Linked DNA regions of Mus musculus: all the other regions are linked to region 1. The links are chromatin contacts, called in public HiChIP or PLAC-seq, Micro-C and promoter capture Hi-C maps. All regions are on one chromosome and are shown on one strand. The core of a region is the stretch at or near the end of the contact, and the rest is flanking DNA. Distances in the headings are between cores, read along the strand shown.

Region 1 (3,309 bases), core at 158-2,657:
TGGCGTGACAGAAAGATTTCGTTCTCTTGACTTCATCTGGAAGCACTGATCTTTTATTTATTTATTTATTTATTTATTTATTTATTTATTTATTTATTTGGTTTTTCCAGACAGAGTTTCTCTGTATAGCCCTGGCTGTCCTGGAACTCACTCTGTAGACCAGGCTGGCCTGGAACTCAGAAATCTGCCTGCCTCTGCCTCCAAAGTACTGGGATTAAAGGCGTGCACCCCCCCTCCCCCACCTACTGATCTTTTTATTTAAAAAAAAAAAAGTAGGCAACCTTCCTTAGGAGTGAAATGCTTTCATTTTAGTACATAAAATGGACCTTCTATTTTTATAAGTTAATACATGGAGCCTCCTCTATCGGTAACGTCTTTGTTTGTTTGTTTGTTTTGTTTTTCAGTAATGCTGTTGTTTCGGTGTGTCCTTCTCAGACAGCTTGAAAGCCCAGAAAACAATAGCTCTCCAGGGGGTTAGTTAGCATGTTAATGGGACTTCTTTGGTGATTCACAAATGCCAGGACAGTCCATGGCCTGCTCTTGAGGTCCAAAGGAAGACACTGTAGAATTTGGATTTAGTCACTGAACTTTCAAGAAAACATAGTATAGAGGAGTGACTCACCCAGGGGAGCTGCCCTCTAGCTCTGTCCTTTAAAAAAAAAAGCATGACCCAAGGCCTGCTGGTACTTTTCCCTCTTTCTCCAAAAATTTCCTCAGGAGAGGCTATCTAGACTCCCAAGGGAGCCTAGTTGCTTTCCTAAGGGTCAAGGTCGGCAGTATGCAGCTAGACGGTGGCTCTGTCACTTGGTGCCCATGGTGGATGCTTAGCAGTTGTAATCCGTCCCTAAGCAGTGTGGCAGTGTTTCACATTCACACTGAAGCCTGTGTGTAAAAGTTGCGGTTTAACATCTCGTATTTATCATCAGAAGTCAAGGCTCCCTTTCCCTCCCACGGGAGCCCCTGGCAAGGCAGGTGCTTGGCTTGATTGTGGGAGACCAGAAATGCAGCAGAGGCAAAGGTTGCGGTTGGTTGGTGGTGATTGTGGTGGTGGTGGTGGTGGTGGTGTCTGATGCAGCAGCCGCAACAGGAGCACGGAGTACCAGTTGCTCAAAGTGATAGTTTATCACTTTGTACTGTCCTTTCTTCTCCCTTAAGTGAATTTCCGTTTCGAGGGCAGAGCTTCATAAAAGAAAGATGTGGTGGTGACGGGGACCTTAGAGCTTTGGAATGTCCAGAGTAAGAAAGCAAAGCAGAGCCTGCACTGCAATAAGATTTGGCTCTGGGCTTAGGGCTCTCTGGAGCCTTCCTGTCTCTGGCAAGGGACTCTGAGACTCGGGAGTGTCTACACTGGCAGTGGCTCCGGGTGTTTGGGGGTGGGGTCCTTGTCTCCTCCACACTACCCAACTGCTGAGAAGAAGGGCGTGGGTCTCAGGGCTGGCGGGGTCCCGGACCGTGGTGCCTTAGGGGTTCAGGCTCTCGGCCGGCCCCGGCAGTGGCGGTTGCCATGGTGACGTAGGGTCGGCTGTGCGCCGTAGAGACAAAGCGGCCCGCCCGCCCGCGGCTCCCGAGCTCCTCCTCCGCCGCGCCTCCCTCAATCCCTGGCGCCGCCGCCGGAGTGGCTCTCGATCCTCCCATCGATCCTCCAGTCCGTCCTCCCACGGCCCCCGCCGCTGGTCAGGTAAGGCGCGCGCCAGTCCGCGCGGCCCAGGAAGGGTCCCCCGAGCGCGGGGTCCAGCCGCTGCGGGGTGTGCACCGGATGCCCTGCGGGGCTACCCTGATGCCACCCACCGTCACGGCCTCCCGGAGCCCCGGGAGCCCAGCACCCGTAGCAAACTTCGGGCCGCGCTCCGGGCGCAGAGCCCTCGACACCGCCTGATCTGTCCCGACCAAGTTGAGGGGCGGGCCGAGCCATACCCACCTGCCAGGTGTCTCTTTTTCCTTCCACCTCTCTCCTTCGCCTTTAGGAGGAAAAGAAGGAAACAAAATTACCCCAGGACTTTTGTGTTTCATGGTTAATTCCTTACAGAATAGGATAGGAGGTGCAAGGAGCAAATGAGAGGTTTCTTTCTTTCTTTTTCTTTCTTTCTTTCTTCTTCTTCTTTTTTAAATTTAACACAAATCTTTGAAAAGTCAGCTCCTTCTGACGCTTGTGGTCCACGCATTTAGAAGTGGTATCTGGAGTTCCTCTGGGTTTTGGATCTGAATCTGGAACTGCATGGTGGGAAAGAGTGCTCGGGCTCGTTTCTAGCCTTTCTAGAGCTGTTAGCTGGACCAGTACCTTGTTGGGGAGATACTTGGCACAGACATCGTTGCTATTGTTTTGGGAAGATATTGTGTTCACGCTCTAGGCAAGTGGAAAATGCCTTGTGTTTTTATGCAAGGGAGCCATCCAAAGCATCCTCGGAGGCAGGTGTCCAGGCAGTGTTTGCATCAGTGTTTATGTGTGCTGGCAAGGACTGAGATGCAGTTGCCAAGGGCATTGGGATACCTGATAGGAAACTGCTTAAGTTGTGGGTACCAGTCCCTTTCAGTGGCCACAAGCCAGCAGATCATTTCGTGATAGTTTGTTGCAGACACACACACACACACAAAATTTTTAAATGTGATAGTGAAGACTTTTTTGGGGGGGGAGAGCACTAGAAATGATATGTACTATTATGAGAGAAAGAAAACATGCTTTTCCGGGTTACAGGTGATCAGTTAAGGATATTATACATGTGCAGATGTTATTTTATTAATTGGGGACAGATGCTGTGTTGATAACTGGAAAATTACCCGCCTGATTAAGTTGTATAACTCAACTTAGAAAAATCATGTTTAAGTAGGTTAGAGAACGTTTTATGGAATGAAAGGAACTCTATTTTGTTTTTGTTAGCTCATATTATAGTTAATGAAACAGTAATACTGATTATTTTGAGTTGTGGTTAACTTGATTAGAATTCTGGGTATTGTAGCTACAGGAGGTGCCATCCCAGAGTGATTATTTAATATCCCCCAACCCCCTTGGGATTCCAACACCTGTTAGCTTGCTGATTGCTGGGTTCCTAAGCTTGTTCTCATGTGCCAACAATTTTGAGTAATGCCACTTCATTATAAGCCTGTATTGGAAACTAAAGGATTTACACTGCAGTAATTTTCAGATTATTTCCACAGTTGTTTTGAAACCGAGTTTTTACCTGCTGCGCGGCTCACAGATGCTGTACTAAATACTCCTTGATGAAGGCAATGAAACACTAGCCTGATTCGAATGAAGTAGAGCGGGGTGGAGAAGAGAAGCAGAGGAGGAGAATCATCAGCTTTTTCTCATTT
Region 2 (3,257 bases), core at 715-3,214, 150 kb after region 1:
TACAATGTGGTGGTTGGAGGGCCACCTTTTGTGGCTTCTCTCCGCTCTCCCTGTCACCCTGCAGGAGGATGCTGGGATTACAGCTGTGTACTGTGTTTAACTTTTTTTTTTTGAGGGGGGGGGGTTTCAAGACAGGGTTTCTCTGTGTAGCCCTGGCTGCTCTGGAACTCACTCTGTAGACCAGGCTGGCCTTGAACTCAGAAAGCCACCTGCCCCTGCCTCCTGAGTGCTGGGATTAAAGGCGTGCGCCACCACCGCCCGGCTGTGTTTAACTTTTACATGGCCTCTGGAGATGCAATCCCAGACCATCAGGTTTATAAGGCAAATGGCCCCTGAAATTTGCCTTTCTAGTGCGTATGCCACAGACAATTAATGCATCTTACACGCCCCGCATGCGTGATCTTGTGCGGGACACAGTGACCATACATCCAGCTAAACAAGGGAAGACCCTGATGGAGGTAGTGGAACACTATCTGTAATTCTTGCTCCTTCTGAACTGGCGAGGTCCTTGCTCTCAATGAGTTTGTAGTCTTGTTGGTAAGCTTTTGAATATGTGAGCATTTAGTAAATCAAGCATAGTCTGTGAAGGAATTATATTAAACACGAGCAGGTGCTGACATATGGGACACAGCAAGAGAAGGGCCGAGTTATAAAGGGGCTGAGGTGAGGAAGCAAGTTTTCATGTCAGGACTTTACCTCCTGGAGTGCAAGGCCTGCTATGTGTCTGGCCACTGCCTGCACTTCATTTTGGCCATTTAACTCATCGTCTATTCCTCCAATAATGTCGAATAACAACACATCTCCTCAATCCCAGTGGCTTGCATCACAAACGTTTATTTTTTATTTTTTTCTTCGTATGGCTGAGGATTGGCTGGGATTCAGCTGATCTTGGCTCTGTTCCTCTGGGCCTGGCTCCCAGCTACAAGCCTACTCTGGGCTGGCTTCCTAGAGTTCCTGCAGGGACTGGCACTGCCTGAGGCACGTCTTCTCATGGTGAGGGCAGAGACACAAGAGGCTAAGTCTCACCATGGAAGCACACTAAAAACTTCTGTTGTATCACTTTCACATCTGTCTTTCAAAGTGAGTTCTAAGGCCAAGCCAAACATCAGGGAGACGGGAAAACACCCACCACAGATTCCTTGAGAGCTACTGAAAAATCCCACGATGAGAACCATGGATGGATCATCCTGAAGCAAGGAGGACTAAAGGATTGGAAATAATCCACGCAGACATGGTTATGGGATTGATAGTGTGGGTGGCAGACATGGGCTGTGCATGTAGTCTAATTGATAGAATGCTTGCCGAATCGTGCACAAAGCCCTGAGTTTGTTATCCAGCATCAAGTTAATTGGGTGTGGTAGTGCACATCTGTGATGTTAGCACTGGGCAGGTAGAGGCAGGAAGAGAAGAGGGTTAAGGGTACTTTCATCTACATAGCAAATTGTGGACTAGTTCTGTATGTTTGAAACCCTGTCTGTGACGGTGATGATGATGGTGGTAGTAGTGATAATGATGATGATGATGGTAGTAATGATGATGATGATGATGCAGTATAGATAAAAAAGATGAGCCCAGGTAGGAAAATGCAGGTGTGGGCTGATGTATTTTTTCTGTTGGGCTGAAGTGAAAAGATTAGCAATCATGTGATGCTCTCCCAGAGTTACAGAGTAGTTGGCGTGTACAATGGCAATGCAGATAGACTGGTGTTAAGTGAGACCTCATATTGGAAGAAAGTTCTATTGGAGGACAAAGATTTGGCCAACAACCAGGTAAGGAGAGAGTACACACACGTAGTGAGTGAGACCCGAAAGGTCAGAGTAGGCTCCCAACCCTCTGGGGTGCCTGGTCAAGAGGAACACCCTAAGTCTTTCTCACTTCTATGTTTCTATGATGTCAGGGCTACTTCCTTCCCCAAAATCCCCTCAGCGGCTAAGCATCACAGTGGCGCATGTGACGACCCGTGACGGCCTCTGAAAGTTCTTCTTTTGGTCCCTTCGGCAGGTGGCTGACGAGTGGAGAGCCTGGAGCCCAGCCTGCTTTGGGGTTGTCATCACTAAGACCAGCTGTAGAAGCCTGGCCAGCAGTACCCAGCGGCCTGCCTGGGCTGCAGAGTGCTGTGTTGTGAAATACCAGATACCTCGTTCATCTGGAGGGGACTCCAACAAAGGTCTGCACCTACTGGTGCTTAGCTCCGTGGTAGAACACTTGACTGTTAGAAAAGAAGTCTCTGAGTTGCAACAGCAGCACTAAGGCCCAGGCCAGGGGTGGGGGTGGGGCAGGCCTTTGATCATAACACTGGAAACACAGTGGTAGGCGGAGCTTGGTGGGTTTCAGGCCAGCCTGGTCTACATAGTTAATTCCAAGACAGGTGGAGCTTCAGACATTGTGAGACCCCGTCCCCAAAATAAGCAAATGCTGTTACCACCCAGATCACATTGTCTTCAGAGGCTACCTGGGTAGGAGTAGGGTCTCACCTAATCCCATTGTCTTCCACATACAGTGGGAAGAATACCAGCTAATTTACCATACAAAAAAGCTGAATTTAAAACACAAGCAAACATGTAAACCAGGTGTGGTGGCTCAATCCTATAAGCCCAGCCCTTAGGAGGCTGAGGCAGGAAAATCCGTGTGTTAGAAGCCAGCCTTGGCTGCATAGTAAGACCTTGTTTCAAAAAAAAAAAACCAAAACAAACAACAACAACAAACAAACAAAAACCAAAACCTCCTACCAACTCAACCACAACTCTTTCAGTCTCTAGCAGGTAGCATTTGTAAGTGCTAGTTCAAGGAGAACAAATATCTCACACGTCTAAGTATTCCAGTATATTTACTTGTGTGTGTGTTTGTGTGTGTGTGTGTGTGTGTGTGTGTGTGTGTGTGTGTGTATGTGTGGTGTCTGGTGTATGTGTGTGATATGTGGTGTGTGTTTGTGTGTGTGTGGTGTATGGTGTATGTGTATGGTATGTGGTATGTGTGTAGGTTTGTGTATGTGGTATGTGTACATGCCCGTGTGTGTGGTGTGTATATGTGGTGTCTGATGTATGTGTGTGGTACATGGTGTGTGTGTGTGTGTGTTTGTGTATATGGGGGGTGTACATGCCTGTGTATGTAGATGTGTGCATGTGTGTGTGTGTGTGTGTGTGTGTATACTCGTGTCTTTGTGTACACATGTGTGTATGTGCATATGTGTGTTGTATGTATGTGTATATGTGTGGTGTGTGTGTTTGTGTGTGTGTGTGTGTACACAAGTATGTGGA
Region 3 (3,033 bases), core at 81-2,580, 130 kb before region 1:
CCATTAATCTGAGCTACATTTCAAAAACCCCTTACTGGCATTTATAATCTTCTATACAACCAGTTTGCTTAAAGCTTTGTTTTAACCTAGGAAAAAGTGGGGATGGGAGAAAGCAGCAGCCTAAGGTGGTTAACTTTGTTAACTGCAGGTGCAAAATATAAGCCAGTTTTGGTTTTTTTTTTTTTGTTTTTTGTTTTTGAAAATGCTAATCGGTATGTTTTAAAACCCTTGTTTTCAACAAAACTTCATGTAACACCAACCCGGAAACACGGGGCATTTCCAATCCGGAGGGGGGGGGGGTCTGCTCCCCGAAGAAAACAGGGAATCCTGAGGTTCCTCTCCCAGTTGCTTTCAGTAAGGTGCAATGATGGCCAACTTGGGCCCCTTGTCCTTTTGTCCCCCTAGACAATCTCTGGCCTAATTTGGGACAAATCCTCCACTGATCACGCCTCCCTCCCCCTCCTGTGGATCTCTGTTCTCCCTTAATTAGAAACTGTACCTCGGAATCGTGCCTCTCACCCCTGCTGCGTAAGAGGAGATGGCCTGACCCTCCACCTGGAGAACAATGTAACCCAACTCCGGCCCATAGATTTATCTCCAGGAAATCAGAAGGTGCGATGTGTCTGGTCATCCCGGATTCCCTCAAAGCGTCCAGCTCCGGGCCTAGGGATCCCAGCTCCTTCCCACCTGGGACCCCACTCTCACCTTCCCTCGCCCAGAGCCTCGCCCCGCACCGTCCGATCTCTCCGCCGGACCCCGCGCCCCGTACCTTTGTAGTGCACCCGCAGGTTGTTCTGCGAGAGGCCGATGTAGCTGAACTTGTCCTTCGGGCTCCAGGACCGGGGCAGCGGCGTCTCCTGCTCATCCACAGCCGGGTAGAGGCGCTTCAGCCGCCTCTGCAGCTCCTTCTCCTGCTCGTTGAGGGCCGAGTCGCCGTGCGGGAAAGGGGCAGCGGCGCTGCTGCCCGCCGCCAGGCCCGGGACCGGGACGCCTGCGGCCGGGCCGGGGCCCACCGCCAGGCCGGGCGGCGCGGTGGCGGGGGCGGCCGCCGAGGCGGGGGGCGGCGGCGCGGCGGTGGCCGGGGGAGGCGGCGGCGGCGGCGGCGGGTGGAGCAGCAGGGCGGCCGCTGCGGCCCCCAAGCCTCCACCGGGCGAGCCGGCCGGGGAGGAGCCGGCGCTGGCGGCCGCGGCCGCGGGCAGGGCGACTCCGGAGCCCGGGGCCCCGGCGGCGGGCGGCGGCGGCGGCGGCTGCTGTTGCGGCGGCGGTGGCGGCGGCTGCCCGGACATCCCGGCCGCGACTCAGCCTGCGGCACCTCCACTCGTCCCTGCTTCCTCCTGCGCTTCCCGGGGGCGCTGTCGCTGCGGCCGCCGGCACCAGGCGCCCAGAGTCCGCCCGCCCCGGAAGCAGGCGGCGGGCCGCGCGGCCCGGCGGAGCGCGGCGGTTGAGGAGACCGACCGCGGGCGGGCGCGAGGGAGCGTTGGCCAGGCGCTGGCGGGCACGCGACCGGGAGCGATGCGGTGGGACAGCGAGGGGAGCGGGCGGAAGGGCGCGCGGCCCTGGGCGACGCGGTGAAGCGGGGAAGAGAGACTGCGAGGAGGTGCGAGCGGCCGCGGCGGCCGCTGCTCTCGCGGCTGTTTCCCGGCGGGCGAGCGAGCGGGCGGGCGGCGCGAGACGCTGCGCGCGGGCGGCGCCAGGCGAGGAGGCGGGCCGCGGCGCGAGGGGCGGGCCTGGTGCGCGCGCGGACGGCCTTCTCCGCGGCCTGGGGCTCGCCGGCGCGGGCGAGGACGCGGGCGCGGGTTCGGCCGCGGGCCTCCGGTGGCTGCGGGATCCTAGCTGCGCCGACCGGCGGCCTCGTCGCGTCTCGACGGGCCGTCCCCCTCAGCCGCCGGGAGGCCGCAGCGCGCCCAGGCGAGAGCAATCGAGCCCTGCTGCGCCGCCGGGAGCTGAGCCCGGGGTTTCTAACGCCTTACCGCCTAGCTAGCGGGTCAATAAAGGGCCCTTGGAAACCATTTCTGAAGGCGAAGTCTCCCGCTTCATGAGTGACCCTCTCGTTAATTAATTAATTTATGAGGAGTCCGAGTGAACTTAATGGGGGAGAAACAGCCACGTTAGGAATACCAATCAAGACGGGCAGATCGTCAAAGGGCAGGAATGCGAACTGTGTGAGCGTTTAGGAAGGGCTTCTGGAGACAGACGTCAAAACATTTTATAAGCTCATTAATTCTCATCATAGGCCTCTTTGTTAGGTAGCAGAGAATTATGCCCATTTTTTTTTAAACATGGAAATATTTACTGAGGTCAGCAGAGTTTTAAAAAAGGAGACTTCCTACTTTGCAATTCTCAGTAGAGTGCTTGGTCAACCCGTGTGGCACAATTTGCCAAGTGTTGCTCTCTGACCCCCACATAGCATTACTAGTCTGTTTTCGGCACTTCCCTTTGTTTAACCTACCCTTTCCTTAGCCCGGCAAAAATCAGGCTTCACTCCCATAATCTACATGGTACAGATTCCGATGCTGTGTTAGCTTCCGGAGATGATATGCTGGCTCTGATTGGACCGTATAAGCATGGAATGGTTGGTTAATAGAGAACTAGTTATTTTGTTTTTGAAGCGAATGGGTCAATGGTGACTTAATCGAAGACTCCCATGGACATAGCGCCTAGCCAGTTGTAGCAGTCCTTCTGCCTAATTTCCATCTTAAATTACCCACACTAGACACTCCATTGTTCATTAGTAATAAAATGCCCCATAACTCTAACCTCGGCTCTACATTTTTTTTAACAAATCACAGCATGTTTACATGACGCCACTGAATTTAAAAAACACTAAAACTTTCGTTTATACTAAAATAAAAGGAGTTCAATGGAAGCCATGTTCTACATATTGGTAGCCAAGATGGACCCCACGGGCTCCAAGCCTCATCAAACAACCTTGACATTCATTAAGATTTTACACATGGACTGGTGAGACGGCTCAGCAGTTAAGAGCACCGATTGCTCTTCCAGAGGTCCTGAGTTCAATTCCCAGCAACCACA
Region 4 (3,021 bases), core at 409-2,908, 190 kb after region 1:
TGTGTCAGTTTCTTGTTGGCAGATGTCTCCTTCCATAGGCACTGACTTTCCACACTGTTCTGTGACAGTAGGAGATACAGATCACTGAAGTCTGGAATCAGTGAGTGTCCTGATGAGATTTGGAAATATCAGGGAGGTGGCACATATAGCTTATAAAGAATGAGGGGTGGTGAGTATAGCAAGAACTTCCACAGTGAAGTGTCCAGCCAGCTCTCAGGGGGAGAGATGACAACCGCCAAGTTTTCCCAATGACTAGTTTCTCAACATCTTTTCTTTTCCCTTTTTACAGAAATTTGCACGACTACAAAGCATTTTCCCAGATATTTCTAAACCTGGTACGGAACAAGCTTTTCTTCCAGTCACCTCCCCAAGCAAACATTTGGGGCCAGTGACCCTTCCTAAGACAGAAACGGTATGAGTAGGATCTCCACTGGTTTTTACAAAGCCAAGGGCACATCAGATCAGTGTGCCTGAATGCCACCCGGACAAGAGAAGAATGAGCTCCATCCTCAGATGGCAACCTTTCTTTGAAGTCCTTCACCTGACAGTGGGCTCCACACTACTCCCTGACACAGGGTCTTGAGCACCATCATATGATCACGAAGCATGGAGTATCACCGCTTCTCTGTGGCTGTCAGCTTAATGTTTCATGTGGCTATCTGGTCAACCTCGTGAGTGCTTTTCAGTCATCTACAAGCTATGGTGAGATGCAGGTGAAGCAGGGTCATGGGAAATTTGAACACTCTGAGCTGGCCCTGTGACAGACTCCTGAGGACAGCTGTCCTCTCCTACATCTGGGATACATCTCTTTGAATTTGTCCTGTTTCGTTGCACCAGCCCAGATGTCTCACATCTGGCGGAAATTGACAGGCCAAGCTGTGAGCCAGTGGGAAATATTTAGCAAATAATTTCCCAGTGCGAAGGTCCTGCTATTAGTAAGGAGTATTATGTGTACATAGAAATGAGAGGTCAGTGAACTATTCCCCAGCAGGGCCTTTTCATCTGGAAAAGACATCCACAAAAGCAGCAATACAGAGGGATGCCACATTTATTTTTTTAATCTTCATGTACTTGTCAAAGAAGAATTTTTCATGTTTTTTCAAAGAAGTGTGTTTCTTTCCTTTTTTAAAATATGAAGGTCTAGTTACATAGCATTGCTAGCTGACAAGCAGCCTGAGAGAAGATGGAGAATGTTCCTCAAAATAGGGACAGCAAGCTAGAAGCACTGTACAGTGCCCTGCTGGGAAGGGCAGACAATGGACTGAGAAACCAGAAGTCTGGCCACAAGATTGTCTGTATGATTCTGGACGAGTCACTTGTGGTTTTCACTCTCTGGTTAGTAAACCAGATAGTTTAGTCTGGGTTGAATACAATGGATGTGAAGTTGCTTGGGGAAAGCTGAATGTAGTGAATACATTGGCAACTCTACTGGGCTGTTACCTTGTTGATATCCTAGAGTTCTGGAGCTGAGCGAATGCCTGTCATATCTCAGCTTGCCCATCAATCCAAACACAGGAGGCTACAAAAAGGACATGAGCATGGTCTTCTGTGTGAACTCCTCCTGAGAAACGTGGAGACTGGCTCAGCGCTTTGCGCTTGAAGGACTAATCACAAGTTCTTGAAGATATGGACCTAGGGGAGCTATTGCGCCACGACAGGAGGAAGTTCTCAGATGTTGCATTGATGTAACATTGTTGCATTTCTTTAATGAGCTGGGCTCCTTCCTCATTTGCTTCCCAAAGAGATTTTGTCCCACTAATGGTGTGCCCATCACCCACACTATGAAAGTAAAAGGGATGCTGAGCAGATACAGCGTGCTTACCTCTCAGCCATGACTTTCATGCTATTAAAAGAATGCATGTGAAGAGGTGTGTTCTTCTTTTCTATCTTTAAAATGATCCCGACTTTAGAGTGAGTGTTTGGGTGCTGAGTGGAGAGTAAGAATGCAGAAATGGTAGTGGTAAATGACTGGCTGCTTCCCCGAGTCTGTGGCTGGGACAGGACAGGGGGTGGGGGTGGGGAAGGGACACATGGCTGTCAGACTTCTGTGACATGGCACTCCTTTCCAGAGCTGCATCCCTACCAGGTGGTAACGGCCAGCTTGTCCACCTAGGTAATCACGGGGGAGTGGGGACGGGACCGAAAGGGAGGTTCTGCTTCCAAATGATATGTATAAAGTTGGGGCTCCTGACCTTGGGATTCATGGGGTTTTATTGGAGATTTTCAAATAGACCCCTAACCTCTAAGCTGTTATGAAAGATCTATACAAGTGTCTGTGGTGGCTATAAAAGACTCATGGGTGAGGTGCTCTTTGTGAAGATGAAATACACTAGTGCCTGTAAAAGCTGCAGAACTACTTTGAATGGATTCAACCCATTGTTAAATGCTCTACAAATGAATGCACCAGGGCAGCTTAGTCTTATTTTGAGGAATGCAGATGTCCGAAGTTGTGCCATGTCAGTCAGAAGATTTAGAGTAAGAACAGTTATTGGTTTAATAGATACATTCAGAAGACTGAGAGAGTCCACAGAACGGCTAAGTGTCTGGCAATGTTCAGAGGACAGGAGACCAAGAAAGAAGGTAATGGGAACAGAAGCAATGCCAGGGTTCACACAACTTCTGGCAAGCTTGTTTCCTTAAAAGGAATAAGTTGACTCTGTGGGTGTTGCATGTTGCCTTTGGAGAATGCACAGTGAAACCTACTCTCCATAGGCATGAGAGCTATACTGTGAGAGAGACCAGGCAGAGGGGGTGCTCCTGTCATTTTAGATAGACTTTACTAGATACATTATTGACACTTAATAGCAGGTTGACTCCATGTTTCAAGTTTACTATTTAGTGTTTGCAAATGTGTCTGTGTCTGTCTGTCTGTCTGTCTGTCTCTCTCTCTCTCTCTGTGTGTGCATGTGTATGAGAGAAAGACAGAGACAGACAGACAGACACAGAGACAGAGAGACAGAGAGAGATTAAGGAGAATTTATTGGCTTCTAGTGCCCCAATTGCATCCTATCTACTATTTCA
Region 5 (3,082 bases), core at 395-2,894, 250 kb before region 1:
GGCAGCAGGATCCAGCAGAAACCACCAGGCCTACACCAAATTGGATCAGCTGGGACACCGGGAAACGTTCTTTGCCGTAACTCCATCAATGAAGCAAAGATCAGCAAAGGCTGGAGACCAATGAAGCATTGCAAAGCTAGCTAAGCAAGCATCTCACCCCATTCTGTTGAGTCCTATTTATACTCTCTTCAAAGCTCTTGGTGTCCTTCCATGGATCTTGCCTCAGCAAGACACCATGTGAGTCTGCATCACATGACACTACCTGAAATTTCCACTTCAGACCATCTCTTGTGTGAGGTGAGGTTGGGAAAAGGTGGCCTTTCCAAGCCTAGAAGAAAGGTTAGAGTGGCCGGAGCATCAGAGCTGGGATGTGGGGGAAGTCTCCTGGACTTTGATGAAATACAGCGTCTCAAACAACAATATGAACTAACCAGTACCCCGGAGCTCTTGTCTCTAGGTGCATATGTATCAAAAGATGGCCTAGTCGGCCATCACTGGAAAGAGAGGCCCATTGGACTTGCGAACTTTATATGCCCCAGTACAGGGGAACGCCAGGGCCAAAAAGGGGGAGTGGGTGGGTAGGGGAGTGGGGGGGGTATGGGGGACTTTTGGGATAGCATTGGAAATGTAAATGAGGAAAATACCTAATTAAAAAAAAAAAGAAAGAAAGAAATGGCAGACCCCGTGGGTGATGGAGGGCTACATATGCAATAAGAAGCTGAATGTCTCTCCCTGTCCTCCACGTATTGATAGTAAAGAATTAACGTGTGTGGCAGTTATTGTCACAAGCATGAAAAGCAACTGAAGAGCTGGAGATGTAGCTCAGTGGTAGCGTGCTTGCATAACACGAGAAAGGTGCAGGGTTCAACATCTCCAACACCAAAAGAAGAGAAGAGGGGGAGGGGGAGGGGGAGGGGAGAGGAGAGGCGAGGAGAGATTTTTTGTTTGTTTGTTTGTTTTGTTTTTTGGTTTCTCTGTGTAGCCCTGGCTGTCCTGGAACTCAACTCACTTTGTAGACCAGGCTGGCCTCAAACTCAGAAATCCGCCTGCCTCTGCCTCCCTAGTCTAGTGCTGGGTTTAAAGGCGTGCGCCACCACGCCCAGCGACATTTGAGTTTTAACCTGGGAAAGATAAATGTGAACTGTTTGCTCCCAAATTCTCGGATTATTTCCCTTTCTGGTTCCCTGGCTCCATCACCAATTGAAGTATTAGAAAAGCCATGCTGATGAGCCTGACCAGAGAAGTCTGTCCCTAAAGCTAGTCGATCTTGCACCAGCAGTAGTGATCATAACCTCTAGGTTGTGTTGGAGCAGTTTGGGCTAGCCCGGAACCGACTCGCCAGGCCACAGATTTTCAGGGGAATCGACTCTGATTTTGCTAAGCTCTGTGCTGAAATTGCATCCCCCAGTGTGCTCAAGGAGGCCACAGAGCAGGCGGTAGGTAGTTCTTGACCTATTTGGGCAGTGGAATGAGCCTTGGAAGGTCACAAAGACACATGCAAGTCGCCTCTCCTTCCACTGACTCGTGGTCCCACCAATAGTATGTCGCGCTCCGGGTCTCCGGCAGGGGCCGCTGCAGCCAGGGCTTGGCACCAGGACGTGGAGCGCCCCGCCCCAGGCCTCTCCTGCTCCACGGTCCCCACCGCTTTTTGCAGGTGCGTGTCTGGCACTGGTGGGGGTCTGGGCTTTGTTTCGGCTCCGCGCGCCCCATCCCGCGCATGCGCGATGGGGTGCCGGTGGGGTCGGCGGCGACGCTGTGGTTGGCTGGATGGGCCAGGCGTAGGAGTGAAACCTAGGGGAGCAGCTGGGCCCGGGAAGGCAGTGACCGGAAGGAAGGGCACTTTGGCTAAGGTGACAGGGACGGGTTGTAGTGGTGGCGGTGGGAGTGCAGAAAGGGTAGGATCACGACACAACCTGAAGGTGGAGCCGGCAGGATGTGGTGATCGTGGCAGCAGAGAAAGGGGGAAAGGTCAAAGCGCAGCCACGAGCCGGGAGGATGGTGCCCCAAAGTTTTTGAGAGGGGGGCAGGGTTGGGGGTAGCGCACTTTTCAACTCTGGGAAGATGGGAGCTCAGGAGCGACAGCTGCAGAGGTGGGCCGAAAACCCTCCGAGGGTGGGGGCTGGAGGGTGGGCACGCACGTGTTGGGAAAGGTGATCAGCTGGGTTCCAGGCTGTACCCTTTAGGTTAGAAGGCAGGTAGCCCTGAGCAGGTATGAGCGGAGAGGGTTGGTGTCAAGGCCTGGGACTCTTGGGGTGCTGATCTCATTTGGGAGCTTTTGGTGTCCAAAAAGTCTTTATGGAAGGCCTGTGAACGTTTCTGCAGGACAGTTGCCATGCACTCTGCCCTGTGCCTACTCCTGCATTTCAGTTGGTAGTGTATATTGCTGGGCTGCAGTGGGGACTTTTGATAAATGCATGGATTATATATAAGAAGAGATAGCTAAGCTGATTAATGTGTCTGTCATCTCGAAATTTTTTAGTAAGAACCTTACGAGTTCACTCGTTTTAAAGTTTTGAAATGTGCATCACTTCATTATCAACTTTGGTTGCTGTGCCCTACAAAAGACCAGTCAAACTTGCCCTTGACAGACATCTCCATGCCCCCATCTTGTTCCCCACACCCAGCCTCTGGTGACCACCATTCTGTTCCTTTCTATGCTCCTCGTGTGAAATCGGTCCACCTGCCCTGCTCTGCTTAGCTTATTTCACTTAGGTTAGCAGGGTCATTTTTTTTTAAAGATTTATTTATTATATGTAAGTACACTGTAGCTGTCTTCAGACACGCCAGAAGAGGGAGTTCTCCTCACGAATGGTTGTGAGCCACCATGTGGTTGCTGAGATTTGAATCCAGGACCTTTGGAAGAGCAGTCGGTGCCCTTAACCGCTGAGCCATCTCCCCAGCCCGAGAACTTGTTCTAATATTGTATTGTGTGTGCACAGGCTACACTTGCCTTAGTCCTCTGTTGATTGCCACCTAGATTGTTTCCATGTGGGTAACACCAAAATTAACATCGAAGTGTAGATACCTCTCTCCTGCCCACATTGACCTTCAATCCCTTCATAACAAGCTCGGAGGGGCTTGC
Region 6 (3,066 bases), core at 254-2,753, 170 kb after region 1:
ATACCTGTGTATAAGTGGGCATTCCTATAGCTTCCTTCAGAAATGGGACCCCTGATAGGTTGCCATGCTACAATGCACAGACCTACCCTCACATGCAATGGGCAGGACCAATTGGATTTGCTAGGATATGTGTGTGTGTGTATATATAATGTATATATGATGTATAAATGTATATATGATAAATATGTACATGTGATGTATATGTATATATGTACATGTATACGTGCATATGATGTATATATGATGTATAATGATTATATGATGTATATATGTATATTTGCATATGCATATGTGTATATATATGTATATATGTAATATATATGAGAGATTGAGAGAGAACATGAACTTGGGAGGGAGATGGAGGGAGGGATCTGGGAGGAGTTGGAGTTGGGGAGGTGGGGGGTGGACTTGGTAAAAACAAAATGCCTTCATATCTGAAGGAAAAAATAATAAAGTAAAAAAGCCATCCAAGTGCCCAACACTACCTAATGGGCTCTAATTTGTGGCCCAATGGAATATGGCACAGCCACCAAGCAGTTGCTGAAACTATTTTTAGTATTGTGAAACTGCTCGTAAACTGTTAAACTAAGCTAACACAGGATGAAAAAGATAATGGGAAGGGAACAGTATTAGAATGCTGTATAAGGGTACAGACATAGAATAGTCAGTACACCAAAATGTTAAGTGGGGTTGCTTCTGGGAATTAGAGGTGATTTGATCTATTTAAAAGAAAAATCTAATTTGAGATGGCCATACACTTCTGGATGTGGGCGTCCACTGGAGAATGATTGACCTGTGGGGGGAGGGTGGTCTCCCTCCTCCATAGCCGCCAACTATCCATAGCTCCCCAGTTAGGGGTGGGCAATTGTGAATCCCTTCCCCCAGTATGCTGAAAGGTTGCCTGCCTTGAGCATGTGAAAATCATCACTGCTCCTGTGACTTCAGAGTCATGTCCAGCAGACACCGTTCTCCTTCCAGATCTCTGGCACTTAAAATCTTTCTGTCCTGTCTTCCCCCTGGTCCCTGAGCCTTGGGGAGCAGATGCAAAGCAGATGGACTCAAGATTCTTTTAGACATTGTTTTCTAAAAGACTTATGAGCATGTGTGTAATTAATGCTTTAGTATAAAAAGATCTCCCTTGCTCAAACAACGTAAACAAGGCCGAGCGATAACCCGAAAGAAGGCAGCAAGCCAAGGACTGCAGGCGTTTGCCACTTCTCAGGAAGCCTAGGGTGTCTGTCCCTATCACAAAATCTGGAGAGTAGCAGGTCGCCACAGCCCTGGGTTTCAGAGGAAGCTGCCCACCCTATCTGAATCTGCATGACCCACTCGATGGGTTTGAGGGTCATCTAGCTGGGGTGGCGCGTGCCATCGCGGCTTCCGAAGCCTCAGGGCGCGGGGCGGTTCCGCGGAGCTGCTTGTTGCCGCTGGCCAGCCGCAGCAGCAACGCGGACTTGGGGACGCGCGCGGGGCGGGGACCAGGCTACCCGCCTCCTCCGACTGGGGAGTCCCCGGGGCCGGCGCGCGGGGAAGTCCCAAGCGCGGGTACAAGAGCACGGCGCGCGCCCAGGGGGCCGGCCCGGACAGTGTCGCAGCGCTCCAGCCATGTCGCAAGGCCTCCAGCTCCTGTTTCTAGGCTGCGGTACGGCCCCCAAGCCCGATCGCTCGGTGCTACCCGCGACCCCGCCTCGGTGGCCTTGCTTACGCCGCTCTGTTTCTCCCCCCTCTCTCTTGTAGCCTGCAGCCTGGCACCCGCGATGGCGATGCGGGAGGTGACGGTGGCTTGCTCCGAGACCGCCGACTTGCCTTGCACAGCGCCCTGGGACCCGCAGCTCTCCTATGCAGTGTCCTGGGCCAAGGTAAGCTCCACTGGGGTTTGCGCGGTCCCTTGCAGGGACAGTGGAAACAGGCACGTGAGAGACCGGGTCTCCAGGGGCCCTGGATTGGGCACTCCAACCATTCTGATACCCCATTTTCTCCCACCTCCCTTCATCCGCATCCATGGCCCACGCTCCCTTATGTTAGGATACAGATCATGATCAAAAGCGGCTTGGCGTGAATGATCCCACCAGAGGTTTCCAAGGGATTGGATCCATGTTACAGGGCACCTGTGGGTGCAGCCAGAGAGCTGCAGTGAAAGCAACATGGGCCTAGATTTGGGCATGGGACCGGGAGCATGTCCCTAGACTCCTGATTTCTTGTGCCTTGTGACCATGGCACCATCTCAAAGAGGGTCTCAGGTGGCTTAGGCTGGCCACAAGAGGTAGTTAGGAGCGATCATCTCTTTTCAGCTAAGGCTCGCTATTGGCTCGTCTGCCACCTTGCTTCTTCATGGAAGCCTCTGAGGGGTCGGGTCTGGCCAAGAATGAAGATTTCCTTAGAAATGTGCTGGAGCCCGAGGCCCAAACAGGAGAGACCGCATCTCTGCTTCTGTGGTGGGAAATTGAGTTGCACGCAGCAAGACATTTGAAAGGTTTCCTTTCAGTGAGAGCCCTCAGACTCCAACATTGTAATTCCTCTGGTATTTTAAAGCCCAGCTGCTGTAATTTAATAGAGCCGGCCTTTGCACCTCGGCTTTCAGCGAGGTTCCTTTGCACCTCGGCTTTCAGCGAGGTTCTGAGAGAGGCCACCTCCATCTGAAGGCAACATGAATTAAATCCCCCCCGGGGGTGGCTCTGAGGAGGAAGCCTCTGTATGCTCTCAGTTTTCAAGAAACACGGGACTGCCTTCTTCCCACAAAGAATGATGTTATGAGAAGTTTAAACGTGCGAGGCAGAATGGGAAGTGTGTGTGTGTATGTGTATGTGTGTGGTGGTGTGTTTACCCACTTTAGCCACTTGTCTGGCCTGGGGGGAAGGAGGGTGGCAGCTCAGCGGTGCAAGGCTTGCCCAACACACACAAAGTCCGAAGGTTTGAAATACTAAGCATCAAAGCAAAACCCAAACAACTCAACCAACTGAAGTGTTAATTCCCCAAAGATAATGACTTCCCTGTGCACTCTGCACTCTGCCCAGCGCCCAGGGTCCACCCTGTTACTGAATCTAAGTTTGTGTCAGGAAGGAGGTG

What was found. Promoter capture Hi-C pulls out the DNA fragments that hold promoters and counts their contacts. Hi-C and Micro-C count contacts between places; a contact is called where the count stands out from the background. HiChIP or PLAC-seq counts read pairs in DNA pulled down with a chosen protein or histone mark.
Region 2: a promoter capture Hi-C map of hematopoietic stem and progenitor cells shows a contact between it and region 1, with 2.2 times the contacts expected there. The contact joins the enhancer-like site here to the promoter of Rnf182 in region 1. A contact is called at or near these places in 1 of 39 promoter capture datasets (hematopoietic stem and progenitor cells), 5 of 115 datasets of contacts at active chromatin or transcription factors (CD8 T cells, embryonic forebrain, memory CD8 T cells and 2 more) and 1 of 9 other capture datasets (adipose tissue).
Region 3: a contact with region 1 is called in an H3K4me3 HiChIP or PLAC-seq map of embryonic stem cells, with 15 read pairs. The contact joins the promoter of Ranbp9 here to the promoter of Rnf182 in region 1. A contact is called at or near these places in 2 of 39 promoter capture datasets (frontonasal cranial neural crest and maxillary cranial neural crest), 1 of 484 Hi-C or Micro-C datasets (embryonic stem cells), 2 of 115 datasets of contacts at active chromatin or transcription factors (embryonic stem cells and pancreatic cancer cells) and 1 of 9 other capture datasets (adipose tissue).
Region 4: an H3K4me3 HiChIP or PLAC-seq map of bone marrow-derived macrophages shows a contact between it and region 1, with 3 times the contacts expected there. The contact joins the enhancer-like site here to the promoter of Rnf182 in region 1. A contact is called at or near these places in 2 of 39 promoter capture datasets (3T3-L1-derived adipocytes and pre-B cells), 1 of 15 datasets of contacts at CTCF or cohesin (CD8 T cells), 3 of 484 Hi-C or Micro-C datasets (bone marrow-derived macrophages and embryonic stem cells), 2 of 115 datasets of contacts at active chromatin or transcription factors (bone marrow-derived macrophages and stem cell-derived neural progenitor cells) and 2 of 9 other capture datasets (adipose tissue and macrophages).
Region 5: a Micro-C map of embryonic stem cells shows a contact between it and region 1, with 4 times the contacts expected there. The contact joins the promoter of Sirt5 here to the promoter of Rnf182 in region 1. A contact is called at or near these places in 1 of 484 Hi-C or Micro-C datasets (embryonic stem cells) and 1 of 9 other capture datasets (liver).
Region 6: a contact with region 1 is called in a promoter capture Hi-C map of embryonic stem cells, with 2.7 times the contacts expected there. The contact joins the promoter of Cd83 here to the promoter of Rnf182 in region 1. A contact is called at or near these places in 2 of 39 promoter capture datasets (both in embryonic stem cells), 1 of 484 Hi-C or Micro-C datasets (embryonic stem cells), 5 of 115 datasets of contacts at active chromatin or transcription factors (CD8 T cells, craniofacial prominence, embryonic stem cells and 2 more) and 2 of 9 other capture datasets (adipose tissue and pancreatic islet).

What each region holds. Positions count from the first base shown.
Region 1 is chr13:43,614,390-43,617,698 of GRCm38.p6, forward strand. It overlaps Rnf182 (ring finger protein 182), which reads left to right and starts at 1,408. Exons shown (of 2, transcript NM_183204.4): 1 at 1,408-1,678.
Region 2 is chr13:43,763,462-43,766,718 of GRCm38.p6, forward strand. No RefSeq gene overlaps it. Among named protein-coding and RNA genes, the nearest start is that of Cd83, 20 kb to the right of the region's middle. Within about 2 kb of position 1,965, at least 107 of the 459 cell types and tissues checked have an H3K27ac peak or open chromatin away from gene starts, as enhancers often do. A contact at or near this core is called in CD8 T cells and hematopoietic stem and progenitor cells, where this site is marked.
Region 3 is chr13:43,479,643-43,482,675 of GRCm38.p6, forward strand. It overlaps Ranbp9 (RAN binding protein 9), which reads right to left and starts at 1,331. Exons shown (of 14, transcript NM_019930.2): 1 at 770-1,331. The coding sequence starts at 1,286.
Region 4 is chr13:43,801,268-43,804,288 of GRCm38.p6, forward strand. Cd83 (CD83 antigen) reads left to right here. Exons shown (of 5, transcript NM_009856.3): 5 at 290-1,866. The coding sequence ends at 418. Among named protein-coding and RNA genes, the nearest start is that of Cd83, 18 kb to the left of the region's middle. Within about 2 kb of position 1,659, at least 7 of the 459 cell types and tissues checked have an H3K27ac peak or open chromatin away from gene starts, as enhancers often do. A contact at or near this core is called in bone marrow-derived macrophages, where this site is marked.
Region 5 is chr13:43,363,891-43,366,972 of GRCm38.p6, forward strand. Sirt5 (sirtuin 5) reads left to right here and starts at 1,645. Exons shown (of 9, transcript NM_178848.3): 1 at 1,645-1,654.
Region 6 is chr13:43,783,609-43,786,674 of GRCm38.p6, forward strand. Cd83 (CD83 antigen) reads left to right here and starts at 1,504. Exons shown (of 5, transcript NM_009856.3): 1 at 1,504-1,642; 2 at 1,738-1,859. The coding sequence starts at 1,606.